2 separate regions of the Sus scrofa genome follow, and region 2 is linked to region 1. Evidence: chromatin contacts called from public promoter capture Hi-C data. All regions are on one chromosome and are shown on one strand. The core of a region is the stretch at or near the end of the contact, and the rest is flanking DNA. Distances in the headings are between cores, read along the strand shown. Region 1 holds the start of ZNFX1 (NFX1-type zinc finger-containing protein 1). Region 2 holds the start of PTPN1 (protein tyrosine phosphatase, non-receptor type 1).

Region 1 (4,481 bases), core at 1,865-4,364:
ACAGTAATTAGAACGCGAGGGGGATAACCCCTTTTAAAAAGGAACAGTTAATGGACATGACTTACCCATTCTTTCCAAATGATAGTCCATTCAAAGTCTGCTTTCTGCCACTAGTAAACCTAAGATGAAAACAATGAAACATGAGCTCCATCAGCTAGATACCCAAGGGAGTGGAGGACAAGAGCTGCTCAAACTGGCATATCAGACAGAAACTGGCTTAGAGAGTTTGATCAACATGGTCGATCTGTTGGGGAAAAAAGTTCAGTCATCATATATGCCAGTAAGAAGCTCTTGGCCTCTGAAGAACCCTGAACCAGGAATTAGACTTGGTCTGATTCTCTACCTGCAATTTCATGTAGTATTCAAAGCACTTCTAGTGTGCTGCTGCTGGCAGTAATAGCTAAGACAAACACTCCTACCTTTTGAGTTTACATCTGAGAGGTCAGTGTGCTTGGCAAAGCTGTGGGCAAATGGCTGGCTTGTGCTGAGGTGAGATGTCATTGCAGGGTTTTGCGTCAGGATGATTCAATGCAAGGAACTCGGGATCAGAGTTCAAGGAAAACAGGGTCCAAGAAATCCCACCCTTAAGGTGGCATTTCAGGACTCAATAGAAAATGTGTTCGGAGTTCCCTTTGTGGCACAGCGGAAAAGAATCCAACTAGGAACCATGAGGTTGCAGGTTCGGTCTCTGGCCTCACGTAGTGGGTGGGTTAAGGATCCTGTGTTGCTGTGGCTGTGGCCGGCAGCTGTAGCTCTGATTAGACCCCTAGCATGGGAACCTCCATATGCCATGGGTGCAGCCCGAAAAAGCAAAACCAAACCAAACCAAACCAAAAAAAAAGAAACCAAAACCGAAAACTAGGTTCAATCCATGGCCCAGGAACTTCCACATGCCACAAGCGTGGGTAAAAGATTCTGGGTAATAAAAGTAACTAGGCCAACAAAGTACATTTATTTGGCTTTCCTTTAAAAAAAAATGCCATCACAGGAGTTCCCGTCATGGCTCAGTGGTTAACGAATCCGACTAGGAACCATGAGGTTGTGGGTTCGAGCCCTGGCCTCACTCAGTGGGTTAAGGATCCGGCGTTGCCGTGAGCTGTGGTGCAGGTCGCAGACATGGCTCAGATCCCGCGTGGCTGTGGCTCTGGTGTGGGCAGGCGGCTACAGCTCCGATTGGACCCCTAGCCTGGGAACCTCCATATGCCATGGGTTCGGCCCCAGAAAATGGCAAAAAGACAAAAAAAAAAAAAAAAAAAAAAGCCGTCACAGGACTTCCCGTCGTGGGGCAGTGGTTTTCGAATCCGACTAGGAACCATGAGGTTGCGGGTTCGATCCCTGCCCTTGTTCAGTGGGTTAACAATCCGGCGTTGCCGTGACTCTGGGGCAGGCTGGCAGCTACAGCTTTGATTCGACCCCTAGCCTGGGAACCTCCACATGCCATGGGAGCGGCCCAAGAAATGGCAAAAAGACAAAAAAAAAAAAAAAAAAAGACAAGTCATCACATTAACCACTTGGAAATTCCGTGGCACAGTACATCTGGGGCCTCTCTACAGCACCAGGACATACGTTAGACCCCCCAGCCTGGCAGTGGGTTAAAGAATCCAGTGTTGTGTGGGGTAGGTTGCAGCTTCAGCTCAGATCTGATCCCTGACCCAAAGAATTCCGTATGCCCTAGTGAAGCAAAATAGTAACTCAGTCAGTGCAGAACATGGGCTTCAACGCATTCTTTGACGTGGCTACTGATTAATATTTGGCTAAAGGGCTCCAGGGATTAACATCCCCAAAGGCCTTGTCTACTATAGGGAGTATACCTACGCCTAGCTGGACATGAATCTTTTTTTTTTTTTGTCTTTTGTCTTTTTGTCTGTTGTTGTTGTTGCTATTTCTTGGGCCGCTCCCGCGGCATATGGAGGTTCCCAGGCTAGGGGTTGAATCGGAGCTGTAGCCACCGGCCTACGCCAGAGCCACAGCAACGCGGGATCCGAGCCGTGTCTGCAACCTACACCACAGCTCACGGCAACGCCAGATCATTAACCCACTGAGCAAGGGCAGGGACCGAACCCGCAACCTCATGGTTCCTAGTCGGATTCGTTAACCACTGCGCCACGACGGGAACTCCTGGACATGAATCTTTAACCCACTCCTCAACTGATAGCAAAGGGATGTGAGGAATGGTGACTTAATCTTGCAGGAAGAAAAGGGCAAAAAAACCATGGCGAGGACTGATGACATAGGTAACTGGGTAAGGCCAATAGGACAAAACCACATCCTTCTGGACCCCACGTAGGTAACCTCCACCTTTGTGCTTATTTGCTGTCCTTAACTTCCCTTTTTCTCTCCAAGGTCATCTATCAAACTAAAGTTCTTTAAAACACGCATTTCCTACAACGGGCCAAAATACAAACGCTTACCCCAGAGATCAGGAGACTGAAGATTGTGGATGTCTATACATGGTTGCCTTAGAGGCCCAGCAGGAGTCGTCTTCTCCGAGATCCATCCTGCAGTCTCTGATCATGCAAACCTGCGAACAAAGCAAGGTCATCAATCGCCATCTTTCCAGAGTTAGGAAAAAAAGAACGTGGCAGGGCCTTTTGTGGCTAGTGTATCAGAATTAACTGGCAAGTACTCAAAAACATCAGCATTGTCGATCTGATGGGGAAAAAAGTAAAGTCATCATTTACACCAGCCACGGGCTCCACCCACAGGCCCGAGCACATGGAGCGAGTTTCTCCAGCTTTAATTTATCTCCCTTAGTGGGCCTATGACCTATATCAAAACAAGGGGGACCCAAGAAGAGGACGGCAAAAGCAACCACACAAAGACAAAGATACCTTTATCTCACTCACCACATGGAGTAGCACACCCACGTTCCCAGGGTAGAACGCCATCAGAAGAGGAACAGAGAGACAAAGGTTCCGACGAGCGCCGCAGAAGCGAAAGAACGCGAAACACTCGAGCCTCGCTTAAATAGCCTGAGGAGACTCTCACGCCTGCGCACTGGAGTCAAAGTGCTTCCTCCCCCTCCTTTCCGCGACGCGCAGCACCCTCTGGGAAATGTAGTCTCCGCGCGGCCCTGCCGGAGGCAAGTCTACTGGAGGTCGAGACCGCTCTAGCCCCGCCCCTTCTCTGCATACACGAGGCCACTCGGGCTGGTCGGCCTCGCCGCCATGTCGCGCTTCACACGCAACAAGCCGTCCGCCGGCTCCCCCCTCCTTCTGGGACCGTTGAGGCTTGCGACGGCCTTGGTTGCTGTTAACCCGCCTCCTGCAGTCCCCTCCCCTCAGCGGCTCCCGGCGGAGCCCACGGGCCCCGCCGCCTGGGGGAGCTGAGGCGACGCCCGAGCGTCTGCCTGCCCCTGCCCCGCCTGAGGGCGGGGGCGCCGGCTGGGCCAGGGCCAGGGCCCCTCCTTCTCGTGTTCCTCCTCCGGGCCGGCCCCCAGCTCCGCCGAGTGTCTGGGGAGAAAGGAAACCGAAAGTGCGAGGCTCCGGGCGGGGCCGCGGACCATCCAGGGCCCGAGTCCGAGCGCCAGTCCGCGGCGGCAGTGGTGGAGTGCGGACGTATCGGAGCTGGGTGAGTGACCCCTGCCCCGAGCCCTGGCCCCACACTTGCTCCGGGTCCCCGGCGGCCGCGCCACCCTGCCACTGTCGCCACTTTTGCCCTGGCGCCCGCCTCAGCGCTCCCGCCGCCGCCTCAGCCCCCGCGTCCCCATCACCCTCTTCGGCACCCGTCACCCCCTCTCAGCCCTCATCACTTCTCAGCGTCCCCTCTATCCACTTGAGTACCTGTCCCCTGTCCTCAGCGCCCCTCAGCACCCCATCCCCTCCTCATTGCCCATCGCCTCCATCACCCGTCTCTGTCCCGCCTCGGCACCCCTGGTACCCCCGCAGCGCCCCCTTCACCTCCTCTGCCCCCAGAGCCCTCCTCCGCTCTCTTCATCTAGTTTTTCTGTTCCCCCCATCTCGGCTCTCACTTTTTGTCACAGCACCCTCTTCGTCTTCCTTCATCCTCCCGTCGCCTCATTCATCCCTCATCCCCCATCTTCTAGAAGCACCCTCCGCTCCCATCCCTATTTCCAGGTCCCCCCTCACTTCAGCAAGCAACCCCTAGTTGAGTTCAGCCCCACACTTTTCTTGAGGCCCCCAGATCTCCTCCACTCTCCCCCACCTCTCTGCCGCTCTCCTCTTCAGCCTTGCCTTGGCACCTTCTTCATGTCCCCACACAGCCCTGGCTCTCCCTTGACCCTAAAATATCATTATCAGGACCTACTGGGCTCCTGGGTGCCAGAGACTCCTCCATTTTTTCTTAGACTCTCTCAGGACCCTGGAGACTTCCCCCTGAAACCCAGCTCTAACCTCTTTCATCTCACCCTGGTGATTAACATTCCTCTCTAATTTAACTCCTCTGCCAGCCTGACCATCACTGATTTTCTTCATCCTGCTCATTTAGGCCTTGATTCCCAAAGCAACCCACTCCAGTCTGCT
Region 2 (4,118 bases), core at 1,387-3,886, 1.1 Mb before region 1:
TCAAGTCTACTTCATCCTTTGTTCTTTTCCCAACTGTTTCCAAGTTTTTACATCTTTTCATTCTAGTAAGAAGTTAGTATACTGAGAAATAACCACTGCTTTGTTTACAAAATGTCAAGCAAAAATTACATATTATTTTTAAAATCATCAGACTCAGCAAGCTCAAAATGATTTTATATAAGGCTGCCCTCACTGTGACATGCTATAAAATATTAATTTTTTTAACTTCCATTTTCTACCAACCATAAACACATTTCTGTGAATTCCTAAAAAATAATGGTTTTGGTAAATTGGCACACACTTTGGAAAAGTGCCACTTTAGATCTCAAGGTCGTTTGAACCCCTCATTTTTTAAAATGTCACAGTTGGCCACTTTTAATGTCCAGAAGCCACTTTTTATGTCCGGAAAGAAAAGAACTTCTGATTGTAACTCTGCAAAAGAAAAATATCTGTACTGCAGAGGTGAGAAAGCCCATGGTGTACGATTCTTTAAGATAAAAGAAACTACCTCTAGAATCTAGAGAAATCAACTGTACAGCAACCTCAACTAGCTCCTGGGGTTCCAAGGTGATAGACAAACATAAGAACAATGAGAGAAATTAAGGGAAGACCATGTTCCATGCTAGTGGCCTGCTGAACACAGTTTTAACAATGCTTGAGTGACTGGTCTCCCACACTGCCCAGTGCCTCCTGGAGGCCACCCCCAGATGTGATGCGGAATATCATAATCAACCCCAACACTTCAGACAGAGAATTGTTTCATTTAAACCACTTTAGAGTCTACTGTATTAAATGCGATGCAGTAAATTTGTCTACACATTCTCTAAGTCACTAGCGGAATTCATTCGATTAACTCAGAGAGACTAGACACGGAATACAAATTTTATATATTGATTGATCGTACTTATACAGATTAAAGTGGTTAGAAATATTAGCCTATCAGAAGCTAATATACATTACAGTGCAACTAAAGAGAATCCTGTCAAATAAGCTTGATGCAAATCCACATGAAACCAAGCCTGACAAAAAAAGGCTTTTGTTAGTCAAGCATACCAAAGAACTGCTTAAAGCTTTTTTCCTTTTTAAGTGGAGCTCAAAATAGACTTTAATACTACCAGCTGATGGATCTCACAATTTGCCTTTTGAGCCTATAAGCCCCAAACAGAATAAACTGCCTTCTCCCTTTACACAAGTAACAACATCTCTCTATTCTGTACATTGCTTATTTAAAACACCGAGTGTGGTTTTGGTTAATCCTCACAACCCCCACAATGACATTTAATAGGCAGCACGTATTTTCTTCAGAGGATTTAGCTGTTTGGGAAAGCAGACCTCTGGGTCTTTTTAATCTGAAGATGTGGCGATATGTGAGAACCCCCACCTTCCTAACTTTTCATTTCTGAACCACCATAACCCACAAGAAGATGAGGACTGGGAAGACACGATCATCTCAACCATGATCAAAGGATAAGATGCTCATGGAGGAAAGATACTATTTTAGAGAGGGATAAAAAAGGTTAATCTTCCCTGTTGCTTGTCCGACACAGGGTAATATTTTGGCCCAGTGGAGTGGGTACTACTGGCTTCCCGGCTAGAAAGCAAGAGTCTGACACTCTCAGGGCTTAGCTCACAGAGCAGACGTCTCTTCCTCTGACAGATCTTCCCTGATCCCATTCTCTGAGGTAGCCCACTTTCCCCTAAAGTTACTCTTCACCCCGTTATGTTTTGTTTTCTTCACAGCACTTGTCGCCATCTGAAATTATTTGCTTTTGTGTCTGACCGTCCTATTCGACTCGCAGCTCCACGGGGGACAGGATCTTGTCTGTCTTGTCCAGCAAACACTACCTCCAACGCCTAGGCAGTGCCTAGCACGGAAGAGGCACGCCAATTCAGACCCATTAAATGAATGAACAGGAAGGGGGAAGGGACTGTCATCCATGGGACTCGACACACACTAGGGGAAAGGAAATGTAAAGGAGGGAGGGGAGAGCAACCCTTTCCCCCAGAGAGACAAAGGAAGACAGTTTGAGGTGGTCCAGTTTAGAAAAGGAAGTAGTGGGGGTGTTCTATCAACCCCTGGGGACAAAGACTGGACAGGCAGGGGGGCGGGGTCGGGGTGCAAGGGGGAGCAGAGGCGGGCGGCTCCCAGGACTGAGAGGTCACCCGGGCTGGAGGATATGAGGTAGGTGGGAAATCAAAGGGGACTGCGAAGCCAGGGAGAGACGCAGACCCACCCGGGGGACAAAGAGAGGGGACCGGCCTCCGCTGCCGTCGGACCGAATCCTCAAGCAGCAGGGCTGAGCGGAGGGCGGGACCCAGGCGGAGAAAGGGGTCTGGGGTCTGAAGAGAAGGTTCACGAGGCCTAAGCGAAGGGCCTGCCGCGCTCCGGGGAGCTCCCGCACCTGGTAAATGGCCGCCCAGTTCCCGGCCTTGTCGATCTGCTCGAACTCCTTTTCCATCTCCATGACCGGCCAGGGCGGCTGCTGCGCCTCCTCCTGGGCCCACTGCGCCGTCTGTTTCTCTCGGCCGCTTCGCACACTCCGCCCGGAGTCCCGCAGCAAACCTCGACTCCGGCCGCTACCGCCGCCCCGGCCGCCGCTGCTTCTTCATGTCAACCCGGCAGCCGGAAGTACGCACAGCGCTGCCGCGGGCTCCGCCCCTCAAGCGGAAGGACCAATAAGCGTTCAAAACGTCATCGAGCACTTCCGCAGGGCGGAGTCGGGGGAGGTGCTGAGGAGAGCCGCCTCAGCCCCGCGAGATATCTTGCAGCGTGCGCTTCCTCCTCCCATCCTGGGCTCCGGGCTTGGGCGTGGCACGCGCCGGTTGCTTAGGCGACCCCCGGGAGCCCCGCCCACGCGCGTGGGTTTGCAAAGCCCCCACAGATTTAGAGTTTAAGCCTCCACGTGGTCCATTGAGTCAGAGAGTGACTTTGAAGCATCATCCCTGTTTCCTGCAGCTCCAGGGCCCAGGCCTAAGTGCTCCAAGCTGCGGGGGTGGGGGCCGCTGAACGCTCCCCTTCTATCTTCCCGCCTCCAGCAAGATATGCGCGTTTTTTTCATGACAACTTAGAGCTTCCTGATTTACCAGGCTGCTGGTGCCCCCTGAATGTACTATCCTTGTCTGAAACTCAAGATTTCCATTTGGAGTCTCCTATCTTGGGCATTGCAAGAATGAATGGATTGGGGTCTTGTAATGATTTTCACTTTTTCCCAAAGTAGGAAGGAAAACCTGCTCAGACTGGACTCAGTGGAGCACAAATTCCATGGTGCATTCGTGTGTTGAATAATGGCAGATTTCTGGGTCCACCTCCAAAGGATTCGGATACAGGAATCTGTATTTTTCACGGGCAACTCCAGCTAATTCTATATCTATGATCTTTGAAGCACATATGAGAAGGGCTGGTCAGGTTTCCTTCCCACAGATTCTACTTTAAGCCATCCAGTTTTGGTCCTGACACGTTATGTGGAGATTGCGAATTCCATGGGGTCAGAGACCTAGAGGAGGACAGAATTATCTCTGTTCACTCTTCCCATCTCAAGCCTCCCAAGAAGCAGCTGTGTTGAATTCCAGCTCATTCCTTGAATGCTTATGGCAGGCACTGTGCCTGGCATTCCAAGTACACTTTCTCATTTAATCTCTACAACAACCCTACAATATAGACACTGGTATCATTCCCATTTTACAGGTGAGGAAACTGAGGTGCAGAGAGGCAAAATCACTTGTCCAGTGTAGCTTTGCATATTGGTATGGAAGCCAGGATTCTAAGTAGTCTCCAGGGGAGTGCTTGCTTTGGAGCCAGGCTGATTCCAAATTCCAACGCAACCAAACACTAGCTGTGCAACCTTGGGCAAATTACCTACCCCTTCTCTGCCTTCTTTCCCTTCTTTGTTAAATGAAGATAATAAAAGTACCCACTTCAGGAGTCCCTGTCGTGGCTCAGCAGAAACAAATCTGACTAGCATCCGTGAGGACGCAGCTTCGATCCCTAGCCTTGCTCAGTGGATTAAAGGATTCAGCGTTGCTGCAAGATGTGGTGTAGGTTGCAGACACAGCTCAGATCTGGCATTGCTATGGTTGTGGTGTAGGCGGGCAGCTACAGCTCTGATATGACCCCTAGC

The links. Promoter capture Hi-C pulls out the DNA fragments that hold promoters and counts their contacts.
Region 2: a contact with region 1 is called in a promoter capture Hi-C map of fetal liver, with 2.8 times the contacts expected there. The contact joins the promoter of PTPN1 here to the promoter of ZNFX1 in region 1. A contact is called at or near these places in 1 of 5 promoter capture datasets (fetal liver) and 1 of 2 datasets of contacts at active chromatin or transcription factors (alveolar macrophages).

The regions. Positions count from the first base shown.
Region 1 is chr17:50,957,355-50,961,835 of Sscrofa11.1, reverse strand. ZNFX1 (NFX1-type zinc finger-containing protein 1) reads left to right here and starts at 3,114. Exons shown (of 14, transcript XM_021077518.1): 1 at 3,114-3,570. It overlaps LOC100627868 (a long non-coding RNA gene), which reads right to left and starts at 2,995. Exons shown (of 5, transcript XR_300503.3): 1 at 2,847-2,995; 2 at 2,412-2,521; 3 at 66-119. LOC106506050 (a long non-coding RNA gene) reads left to right here. Exons shown (of 3, transcript XR_002339902.1): 3 at 2,344-2,435.
Region 2 is chr17:52,015,622-52,019,739 of Sscrofa11.1, reverse strand. It overlaps PTPN1 (protein tyrosine phosphatase, non-receptor type 1), which reads right to left and starts at 2,636. Exons shown (of 10, transcript NM_001113435.1): 1 at 2,403-2,636. The coding sequence starts at 2,465.